Linked DNA regions of Rattus norvegicus: region 1 is linked to region 2. The links are chromatin contacts, called in public Hi-C maps. All regions are on one chromosome and are shown on one strand. The core of a region is the stretch at or near the end of the contact, and the rest is flanking DNA. Distances in the headings are between cores, read along the strand shown.

Region 1 (6,333 bases), core at 2,063-4,562, 410 kb before region 2:
ACAGGGATCCCTGGAGCTCATAGGCTATACAGATTAGTCGACTTAGTGATCTCAGTTTCAGTGGAATACTCTACCTTAAGAAACAAAACACAGTGGAAGGGGAAGCCCTTGGTCCTGCCAAGGCTGGACCCCCAGTGAACGGGATTGTTGGGGGGAGGGCAGTAATGGGGGGAGGATGGGGAGGGGAACACCCATATAGAAGGAGGGGGGGAGGAGTTAGGGGGATGTTGGCCTGGAAACCTGGAAAGGGAATAACATTTGAAATGTAAATAAGAAATATCCAATTTAATAAAGATGGGAAAAAAATTTAAAAAAAAAAAAGAAACAAAATGCAAAGTCACTGTGAAGACATCTAACGTTGACCTCTGGCCACTACACATTTGAGCACACACATGCACACAAATGCATATGAACAAAATCCCTATAAATGAGTACACACAAAAACATCTAAAGAATCTCACAACACTTGATATATAGAAACTCCAAGAGTCAGTGGCAAGCACTGTTTCCAATGGGCTACCATGCCTTCGCTTCTTTGATGCTGTTTGACATGGGATGAAGCGGTGGGTGCCTCAGCACACCTTCCTCCATTGCTTACCATAGCTCTGTTCACTTCTGCCAACTCCCAGACCTGGAAGGATGCCATGCTTTGAAAATGTTTCTACTGGAACCCACGTTACATCCTGATTGAAAAGGTAGGGTCCAGTAGAAAAACACTAAGTCATGGGGACAGTCCTCATGGTTGGATCAAAGCCATTCATGTGTATGTGAGCTCTCACTTTCATAAGACTGGATTAGTGAGCATGAGAGCGGATTGTTGAGAAGCAAAGTGGACCTTCACTTTTGCATTCTCCAACATGCCCTCTTGCCTTCATCCTAAGTAGCAGGAGTTGTGCAGAAGGCCCTTGTCAATCTAGGCTCTTTGATTTCCTAGACTCCTAAATCAATAGCCAAAAGGAACCTGTAGCTACTCGAATACTGAATATTCAGTAAAATTTTAACTTTTGTTCTCCTCAGCAATTGTTGTCTCCAGGCTTACTGCCCCGTCTGCTAAACTAGGCCTGGTCCTGGAGGCGTCTAGCCTCTGTAAATCTACTCTAGACCTAGAAAGTATTCAGCCTCTTAGACTTGCTGCTCAATAAACTCACCCCTTCCTAGTTCTTTCTGAACTCCACTGGCTCAAACTGTTCTACAGGCTGACTGATTCAACCTGGCTTCCCTCAGCTTCTCCTGAATTGCTCTGCTTGGCCTTAAACTGACTCTAGGAATCTGTTCGAATCTCCTGGCTCCTTCTCATTCGCTGGCTCATTCTGTGTCTAGCTCGCTCTCTCGTTAACCTGTCTCTGCACAGCTGTCCCAGTAAAACTGCCTCCTGCCTCCCTCTCCCTTCTCATGATAGTTGGGCATTCCCAATCTCATCGAATCTTTTTCTATTTATCACTTTGTCTGCATCTCAATTAGACATCATTTTCAAATATAGGTGCTTTCTTCTACAAACTAACTTTACCTCATTGTTTGGGATTAAAGGTGTGGACTAAGGGCGTATCTGTATGCCAGCCAGATGGACTGTGCTAAGGGCTGAGCGACACCACAACAAGAAACACACACACACACACACACACACACACACACACACACACACACACACACACACACACACACATTCTCTCTCTCTCTCTCTCTCTCTCTCTCTCTCTCTCTCTCTCTCTCTCTCTCTTTCTCCCCCAAATAATACAATCTCAGCGTTGACAGTGTGGTCAAATATTCTGCAACAATATCCCCCAAAGGCTTAGTTTTCACGTGCTAGATCCAATCACAGAGAGGTGACTGTATCACTTGGGGTTTCCCTTCTCTATTCATTACTTCATAGATTCATAAAAATGTGCAAAAACTTCTAAGGTGAGGGGGTTTCTTGGCCAAGGATACAATGGGAGTTACCATCTCATGTCCCTGCTTTCCTCTCTATGATAGACTGTATACTTAAACTGTAAACAAAACTAAATTCTTTGTCCCAAAACTTGCTTCATCAGTTACTTCCTCACAGCAATGAGAAAAGTAACTAGGACACGCCCCATGCCCGATAAAGGCTTATTGGCTGATTGTCAGCCAACCTGCAGAGCAGCAAGACTCTGAGATCTCAGTCATTATCATTGTCCTCAGTTTACTCCAGTAGTTATTCAAACAGATGCAATGATGTTCACACTGAATCTCTTTCTGTCATGTCACCCAGCTACATGCCTGACAGAAAGTGGATGTTAAATATTTACTACTGGACAAGGTGCCCTCCATAGGTTGACTCCAGGAACCAGAGGATTCTGACATTCTCCCTCCAAGAAGGAAAGATCTGGTTTAGGTGTAGGACAGGGACTAGTGAAGTGTTGCTATGGAAATCACTGCAAGGTTGTTCTGTCATGCTTTGAGCCCCATTCAGGTGAATACGATGATGGCCTTGGTTAAGGACAGGCCTGTCCTGCCAACTGGGCACTGCATTCTGCTGCACACATGATAGAGAAATGGCTGCTGGGTCTCTAGTTGCTAGGCAATTAAAACTAACAAAGATCACCCAGGCACGTTGATTTGCATATCTTTTTTGAATCAATTAATTGTGATTAAAATTAGGCTTTCATATGCAAATTTCCTTGCAATTAATATTTACAGAGCAATGAACCATGAGTAGATTTAACACTATTACTACTTTAATTGTTCTTATCAGCTTTAATTCAATCATTAAATGACATGTCTACTATTATTTGGTCCCCTTAATGATAAATTTTTGCTGAGAACTTCTACTCCAAACTCAAAAGAACCAAGGTCACATTTGTCTAAATCTAGTATTCTCTCTTCCTCTGATTTGTTGAGATAAAAATCGGATAAATTAAGAGCTTGAAGCTATCCTAACAAGCTTGGGGAGTGAGGGGGTCATGGTGTAATAGCTGGTCTTTCAGTTCCTAGAAAATGTTTTGTTAATTTTAGTGTTATTTATTTTACCATGTTTGTTTGAGAAACTCCAAAGAACTTTTACCTAGACTGTCTAATCATTAACCAAGTCTAAAAAAAAAATAAAAAAGAAAGAAAAGAATCCAGATTTTAGTTAGATAAAATGTCTGGTAACACAACTGAAATCTCTTGCCCATGCTCAGTGTTGTGGGAAATGTTTAGAACTCTCTATGCTATAAACATCATTAAACTGAGACTGATGTTGAATTTTTTATCACTATAAGGCCAATTTAAACAAATGCAGGTTAGACTGTTCAGAAATTTCTAAGAAATAGGAAAGATGCAAATCACACTTACCTAATTCAGTACTGAGGATATTTCTACAGCATTTGGGAATCCAATCTCCAGTTACACAGTAACAGGGCTACAACACTGAAGGAAGCTGCTCTGAGGAGACACATGACCCCTCACAGTGTTGAGAGAAAGTTGACAGAAAATAAGGAATTATAAATAGCAAAGATATGTTTGGGGGATTCTGACAATAAATGAACAAAGAAATAATCCTTGATTTGGATCTCAGACGCAACCTGGTTTTTGAAGTTAATAGAAGCTTCAGAGCTGAGGTGAAATGTTGACCCAGTGGAGGACCACAGTACTCTCTATGGAATAGGAGAAAGAGTCATGGCAAGGACCAGAGAAGAACCCAAGTAATAGCCTGCAACAGTGGGTATGACTCCATTGAGGGCATTGAGCACCATAGAGATAGACCTCCTTCCACCCTCCCTAACCTTCCCCATCTCCCTACAGAACAAAGCTCTTCTGCCTCTTATAAGCTGATCTTTCCCTGATACACACAGGAATACATGGAGTACTTGAGATCAGAAGTCAATATGGTGACCTAGGATATGGCGAGGCAATGGTTATTCTAAAAACCATGAAGGATACAGAACATAAAGCAAGAATTAGAAGCAGCATCGGGGAGAGGAGAGAAACATGGATGGTATAGCATGTAGGTAGAGTAGGAAAGATGAGAGAGAGAGAGAGAGAGAGAGAGAGAGAGAGAGAGAGAGAGAGAGAGAGAAATGCTAAAACTTAGAAGGAAGATCCCTCAGACATAAAAAAAACAAAACTGGAATATGTTAAAAGTTAATAAGATGAGAATTGTCATAAATGAAGAGGATAAATGAGAGCAGTGATTTAACAAGACTGTGTAGCTGCTCTCATCTGCACCAGTGATGGCTTTCTCTTATAATCCAAACAAGTTCAAGCATGTTGCACATACCATTTTTTTAAAAGTAGATTAGAGGTGGGAAGATGGCCCAGTTGTTAAGAACACTGGTTGCTGCTCTTCCAGAGGATGTGGGTTCAATTTTCCTTACCTGCACAGTGGCTCACAGTGTCTGTTAACTACAGGTCTAATGAATCTAATGTCCCCTCCTGGCCTGTACACCAGGCACACATGGTGCACACACATAGACCTACATGGAGGCATAACATCCATGCACATAAAACAAAACAAATGAAAGAAGGTAGACCAAGGAAAAGCCCGGAGATTATGGCTCAGGAGAAAAGTGTACTTGCCTTGGAAGCCTGGAGATCTGTGGTCCAATTCACAATATGTACATAAAATGGCTGTCCATGTGTATATCCCCAGCCTTGGAGTAGAAAGAAACAGATCTCAAGATAGCCTTGGCTGGCTAACCCAGCCAAATCAATGAGCTTCCAGTTAGTAAAAGACACCATCTCCAGGCAACAATGCAGAGAACAAAAGAAGATGTTCGATGTCCGGTTCTGACTTCCTTGTTATATGCAAGTGTGTGTGTGTGTGTGTGTGTGTGTGTGTGTGTGTGTGTGTGTGTGTGATGTGCCAGTCCAAATCAGATTAATTCAATAGGTAATTATATCAGTCTCACTTTAAAGATTACAAAAAGGACTTAAATTCTAGAGGTTGGGTCTTATACCCAGGTGACCTACTTCCAACACCACTGCTCATAATTCTGTACTAGAATAGCATCAGGTAGCCACGAACGATTTAGATATTTCCTGTTCTCAATAAATACTAAGCATAATAGAAGAATTTCAAGTTGAATCAACTGGCTTATTAAATGGATAAGAATGAGGCCAGCTAAACAAAGTGAAGCAACTGAACCATTCAAGTTGCAAATACGTAAGGCTGACTAAGGATCTCCACATATGGTGAAATGGGAACTGGAGTAAGTTTATAGCAGATACGAAAGTGGAGCAACAATTTCAGAAGATAATCGAAAGTAACCCTTCAATTTGAAGCTGGGCACATCTCTATCTCAGCACTTCTAATGCCTTAGGGAAGTACTTCGAAATTTGCCCAAGAACAAGTGCTTCCTGTCAAACATCCATTTTTTATTACAGTGATAAAACATCATGACCAAAAGCAATTTGAGGAGGAAAGTATTTATCTCATGATAGCTTGTAAGTCTATCACTGAGGGAAGCCACGGCAGGAATGCGGATACAGAAACTGAAGAGGAGGTCACCTAGATTAGACCAGAAAGTCAAGACACTTCATCAAATATTACCTTAGCTGTTTCTGTGAAGGTATTGTTTAGGTGAGATTAGTATTTAAATTAGCAGATGGGCTAATGTAGATTACCCAGGACAGGGGTAAGCCTCATTCAATTAGCTGAAGAAAGATGTTCTGTTTTGAAGACTCACTTCTGTCAGCAGACTGTCATCACACTTGAACCCTCCCATGGATCTCCAGCCTGCAGGTGTGAGCTTGCTTAGATTCTACAAAGCCATGAGTCAACTCTTCAATATAAATAACTCCCAGTCTGTCTGTCTATGTATCTATCTATATCTTAAGTTGGTTGCTTATTCAGAGAATACCAACTAACAGATTTTAGATGATGTATTTAAAAGACACAAAGTGACTGGCAGGCAACTATGTGCCTGATGGCTTATAACTGTGCTTCTTTTTGTCAATCAACACTGAAACAGTCTACCTACAATCTTCCCAGGCTTGCTTAAAGCATCTGTTTCCTGGCATGTAGCTGCAGGGGACAGGTAGAGACAATCCTGAGACTTGCATTCAAGGGAACCTCATTTCCTTTTTCAAGAGAGTGACTCTGCCTCATTTCTAGCACATGGAGATGAGTTGATTTTCTTCAATTATAATTTGAATGACTGGGCCAGTTTTGAAAGCTAGATGTTACATCTCAGTAGAAACTCTACATCAGTCAATTGTTAGGAGAGTTAAAATTCCTATTTTCTAAGATGTTGTTTTTACATTTTATTTTGTAACAGCAAGTAATTTGTATTCTGATGTGTATTGTAATTTATAACTGTATGGTATGAGTATGAGTTAGCAAAAAATATGCTGTCCTAATTTGTAAATCATGTTAGAATCATTCAGTATGAC
Region 2 (6,055 bases), core at 3,005-5,504:
GTGATTTCTGTGTCTATTGTTTGCTCTTGTAACAAGCTGCGATGTTGAGAGAAAAGCTCAAACATCTACATGAAGAAGTACAGACAAGCAGATATAACTGATTCCTCTAACAATGGCCATTAGCTCTTTTGTTGCTTTGTTTTTATTTTAAATTAATTTTGGATTAAAATTTCATCTTTTCCCTCTTCCTTCTCATTTCTCCAACATCTCCTATGCCACCGTCAAGTACAAAGCCTACAATGACTATAACCATGGGAGCGGGCACACACACACACACACACACACACACACACACACACACACACACACGCACATGAACAAAGAACAAGAGAGAGAGAAATAAACAGATATATCATAAACATTATATATACAAAAATAATAAACACAACGTCCTAAGTCCATCTAGTGTTGCTCATGTGTATGTGTTTTCAGGGATGACCGCTTGGTATTGGATAACCAGTCAAGGTTTTATTCAACTCCATTAGAAACACTGTCTGGGATCGCAAATAAGCATTGCCTAGGGAACACCCAGGGGTTTCAGGCTGTTTGTTATTCCACCATTCTGAGCCTATACTGACTGTCACACCAATCCAGAAGTCCTGATGAGGCACACTTACAAAATTTCCTCAGTGGAAAAGGCATGGGAATATAAATTTCTTTTGAAGACAAATTTTGTTCTTCTTTTTACTTTATTCTCTGTTCCTTTAGGCTTGGAAAACAGTGACTGCAATTTGTGACAGACAAAGGAACTGAATGTGATCAGGTTTAATTACCATACCACTGGGAAATACACTTACATGCCCCACGGTAATTGGCAGAACAGAGAATTATATCTGTTCAAAGATGATCAGTTTCAAAGGTGTTCTCATTGTTATATTTTGAAAGCTATGAAGTTCTTGACTAGGAATTAGAAATTATTAAGAAATCAATTCTAAGATTTAAAATAATCACTATTAAATATCACTTAAGCTATCTCACATATTAGATATAATCAATAATTACCTGTAGATGAATGATAAACACATGTAGTGTATTACATTAAATATAAATGATACATTTAGAGAGATGATAATGTTTCTAAATAAAACAAGGATACACTTCCAAAATTGTTATGAGACAAAATTCAGGCCACATAGGTATTCACCTCATCATAACTGGCAGTTAAACCAGAACTCTTTTAATACATATTTGAACTCCTTTAATATATACTTTTAAATAATCAAAGTTAAACACAAAAGCCATATATCATGCATCTTGCTGGTGAGTTTGCAGCTAACCAACATGGTTCACTCCAACACTCATAACTTTTGAAGTCAAGCCAGCCTTTATGCATCAACATCATTACACCCAAATTCATGAAAACATCCATAAAAAGAATGTAAATTATTTAGGGAAGATTTCCAAGTGTACACCACAAACCTGTGATAACAGCATGAAACTATTTCTGAGGTGCAAAAAACTAAACATTTATCATTTAACAGTAGACACAGTGCCATTCATCCTGTGACTCTCATCCTGTGGGTGCCTTTGCTAGTGAGATGTGTTTCTCTCCTTGTTCTTGCAGTTTTCTTCAGATAAGGAATTTGAATTGGGGCCACTTGTTTTTATTCTGTCCCACATATATATGTATCATTTTAGAATAGATGCCTAGGAAATTTATTTGGTATGAGAACATGAACATGTTTGGCAGAGATAAATAATGTCATCGTCCCCTTAGAATTTGTCTAGCAAAGGTCCATCTGCATCAGAAAACTAAATGGCAATTTTCATGCACTTTGGCAAATATTGACGAGTCATCTTTGATGTTTCTGACAATGTGATAATTAAAATCTTTTTTCCAGCAGTGTATAATGAGTGATTCTACCTTTGGGAAATCTCCCTCTGCCCTAGGGTTTCCATTGTCTACTTCCTTATTTCTCCTCCTTTGTATTCTTTTGCATTCCTCAGGGGATTGCAATATTGAATAAAATGTCAAGTATTGTGACATGTAGTTACCATAAATTTATTCTATTACAAGTGTTTTAAAATGTTTAAATAAACTTAAAGCAAAGAAGTACAATACTTAGAAAAATGCTGTATTACTGCTAAGGCGAAACAATTGCTTTGTAGGTGGAAAACATTATCTTTCTTTATGAAACAAAACCGTCAAATTGTTTTTCTTGAGGTGTGAGGTCCAGTAGTTTTAATTAGTTAGCTACTTTTTTTCCTACCTCTATCTTGTTGATAAACTTTCCACATCTCTAAAGAGATGACAGGTAAATAAGGTTTTAATCTGTAACAGCATTACTTCTAAAAGAGTGAAAGAACAGGTTTGCATTCTTTCCAGTGCAAAACCCTCATTAGCCTGCATGTGCTATCAAGACACAGAAATTTCTTGAGATCAAAATTTGTTTATTATATAATTGTTCAAGGATCTGAAGGAAATCAGATGTCAAAATTAACAGATACATTTTAACTCCCTGTTTATCTATGAATTTAAAATTCTCCATTACATAAACACCTTAGACTGTTTGCATGAATCTTTGAGTTCAATTTTCAGTACTGGCTAAACCAGTTGAGCTTGTGCACACCTATAATTTCAGTACTTGGGAGGTGGAGGCAGGAGGATTGGGGGTTCGATTTCATATTCAGCTATAGCAAGTTCAAGGCCAGTCTGGCATGCCTATGACTCCATATATATTTTTTAGAAACCTAAAAATAAAAATATACATTGTTGATATTACAGATTTTGGCTAAAAATGTACAAAACATTTAACAATACATCCTTTCTGTTTGTCTCTAGAAGGGTCCCATATCAATGAATTTTTGTGTTTCTTAGAAGAGAGCAATTGAAAATGAGCATTTGTGTCAACATTAGCCTTAGCTCTTATCCTAAAGAATATTATGTGCCCATAGATGGGTCTACAAATGAGGTAAAAGAAATGACTACATGCTCAAAGTTTTTATATTTCATCATTTTTAGAAAGTTTGTGTGTATGAGTGAATTTCCTACACCTATATTTGTGCATCACGTGCACACCTGGCAGAAGAGGGCATCAGATCTGAAACTGGGATTCCGGGTGGCTAGTAACACTAAGCCTCGAACTCTGGTCCTTTGGAATAACAGCTGATGCACTTAACCACTGAGCCTTCTCTCCAGCTTCAATGATCAAGGTTTTAAGTTAAACAAACGCTTTTCTGGAAACCAGTAAGAGTACTTAGTGAGCACCAGGTTGAGCTCTTCAAAAACACTAACTCACTAACAAGCAAGCTGAGGCTTTTCTGTTATCACCCCCTTACCCCCACCAGACCCTTTCCAGAGGGCAAAACTGGGAACTGGAGAGGTGACACCTGCAGTAAGTGGAGGGAAGAGTTCTGTTGTCCAAACCCTGTCGTTCCCTGTCTCTAGATTGTGCACTAACTCCTTTACTGTGATACCCTTTACTGTTGAGCACCAATGACAAAGACAGCTCATTACTCAGGAGCAATCCAGGTCCAGAATGGGCCAGGGCTGCTGGATGCAAAAGGTAAGTTCCTTCTCTTAGAGAAAATGTGCACACACCGACCACACATAACCTTCAGATACTCGTTTGGAAGTGAGAAACCTAACCAGCGGGGGAGTTCTTCAGCGATCTTAGTATTTAGGTGTTTGAGTGTCTACCATGGCAACAAGAAATTATGTTTTAAAACACTCTTAATGAGCTCCAGCATATCCTCCTTGCTCTGTAAAGCTCTGGGCACCTGTGGTCACCTGTCTGTTTCAAGGAAGCCTGAGACCCCTTCACGTAAATGGCTAAGGAGCATGTTACCAGAAGCTAGCTATGCTGCCTCCAAATTCACTCATTTAGCTTTAATTCATAATTTTTCAATTAAATACTTGTAAATCACGGGATATAATACTCTATCAAGAAGAGAGTTTTATTATTTTGTCGTTAAATGCCTGCTTTGGTAAAATCCCTTTAAGATAAACTATTAAAGCACTGTGGAATTAATTACAGAGGAGCCGATGTTAAAGGCAACCGACACATTACAAAAACGGAAAGACTCTTCTGTCAGCAGGCCCCATGTTTGCTTTAGATTCCTTGCTCTCTTTAAAGAAACAGAAACTTCAAACCTGGGCGATAATGCTCATCGGTGTGCACAGGAACGGACTCCTATTCTAGAACGTAATCTGGTTGTCACAAGGTTGGTGAGCCGAAAGGAATACAGCAGGGAGTTTATGATTCCCTAACTGGAGTAACTCATCTTAGCACACTGGTCTCTATAGCTTCACTAGGAGAGGCATTGGTCTGTCTGTCTGTCTGTCTGTCTGTCTGTCTTCCAACTAGTGTGACAGTAACATCTCTGCAATGAGTGACAAACAGAACAAGTAACGGGTAGCTTCACTCTGTTCAAACCCATTCTGTCTGCTTTGTGAATTTTCTAGTTGATTTTTTTCATAATCTGAGCGTGTATTTTTTTTTTTGCTAGAACCATTTACTTACTGGATCGACTAGTCATTTATTAACTTAATTAACAAACAAGTGGCTACTGACATTTGCTGACGTCAGTTATTCCTCCAGAGAAAATAGAGCCTAGTTTTGAAAGGCTCTCTTGTGTCACTGGAGCCCTGCTTCAGCCCCCTCGGGAGGGTGTGTTGTGCATGCCATCCACAAGAGGCGACACAGACAGGCTTAGTTTATGGAGTGGTAATTACTCTCAAAACGATGCTAAATTTAAATTGTACAAGTGACTGAATTTCAATTTCGAATAACCAATCTACACATCATCTTATTGGCAAATCATTATCTAATTTCTACGCACCACACATATAATTTGCACAATTGAGAAAAGATGTCTCTCATTTAGCTATTTGAGAAACGTGAAGCAGCTCTCTGAACTCTAAGCACAATTTTAATGTCCCAGTGACACAGCAAGAGGTTGAATAAAGTGGGAAGATGAAGACCAATTACAAATTTATTTGCAAGTTTTATTTTCAAGACATCAAACTCATGGTGAAGTCATTATTTAACTACATGAATACCTAGAGAAGATGAGTAACATAATATTGAATTTTATATATCTAAATTTACATCAGCATACACAAGCCCACCACTGAAGCCAAGTTGCCAGCCTTCCATTTTAGTCCAGCTTCCTCTGATCACATTTGAATCTGTCCTGCTTCTGTGAAAGCTCACAAGATAGTCATACACCTTCAAAAGGACTTACGGACAGTTATTTCCACAGACTAATTTACACTGGATAAAATGTGACATTGGTCAGCAAGAAAGCCATCAGTTTAACATTAAAATGGACTCCATTAGTAAAAATAAAGAGAAAGAAACTACATTCTGCGGTCATTAGAAAACTAGAGAATAAAAGCACATGAACTGAGGTGGACGGAATCGGTCCCAAAGACAAGTTACCTGCATATACACATGACTTCATTGATTAGGTTTTCTTTGTCAGACAGGACCTTGTTATAGAGTCCATGGCTGACCTTAATTAGTGGTCAGTTGGCCATTTGCAAGCATCATGGGAACCAGTCCTAGTCGCTGCCTGTGTGCATGATTCCTAACACATTTGGATCATCTCGGATCAGAAGAAATGTGGTATTAAATGTGAAAAGTATTTACTGGTTTGATGAGGTGAAATTCCAATTTTCCCCTGTCAATTCTCCAGCCCCCTAAAATAATGGCAGTCATTCTATACATCTCTTCTTGGCGCAGAGCGAGGAGTTCAGAAGCACATGAGTGGTCCTTGAAGAGCCCTAGGGAGAGGAAGGACTCATTGTGGAGACAATGTAAGTAGGAGCGTAATGAGGCATAAAAGAATTAAGTAATATTTTCAAGGTCATTCCCAGAGTCTTTAATGGAGTAGAGAACAAAACCATTAAGTTTTGGCTGTTAGATATGAACTGTAGTGTCCAGGGGCTGCTTCTAATCTTATACTCTTGTAAAGGTACCAAAATAAAGCACTTGGCATCAGGAAAGCTACACACACACACACACACACACACACACACACACACACACACACACACACAGATAGATAGATAGATGGATAATACAGAGATAGATGATAGATAGATAGATAG

The links. Hi-C and Micro-C count contacts between places; a contact is called where the count stands out from the background.
Region 1: a contact with region 2 is called in a Hi-C map of liver, with 4 times the contacts expected there. The contact joins two enhancer-like sites.

What each region holds. Positions count from the first base shown.
Region 1 is chr2:83,434,635-83,440,967 of GRCr8, reverse strand. The region is part of intron 9 of Ctnnd2 (catenin delta 2); the gene reads right to left. Among named protein-coding and RNA genes, the nearest start is that of Rnu1-80, 420 kb to the left of the region's middle. Within about 2 kb of position 3,312, at least 1 of the 93 cell types and tissues checked has an H3K27ac peak or open chromatin away from gene starts, as enhancers often do. A contact at or near this core is called in liver, where this site is marked.
Region 2 is chr2:83,022,945-83,028,999 of GRCr8, reverse strand. The region is part of intron 1 of Ctnnd2 (catenin delta 2); the gene reads right to left. Among named protein-coding and RNA genes, the nearest start is that of Ctnnd2, 150 kb to the right of the region's middle. Within about 2 kb of position 4,254, at least 3 of the 93 cell types and tissues checked have an H3K27ac peak or open chromatin away from gene starts, as enhancers often do. A contact at or near this core is called in liver, where this site is marked.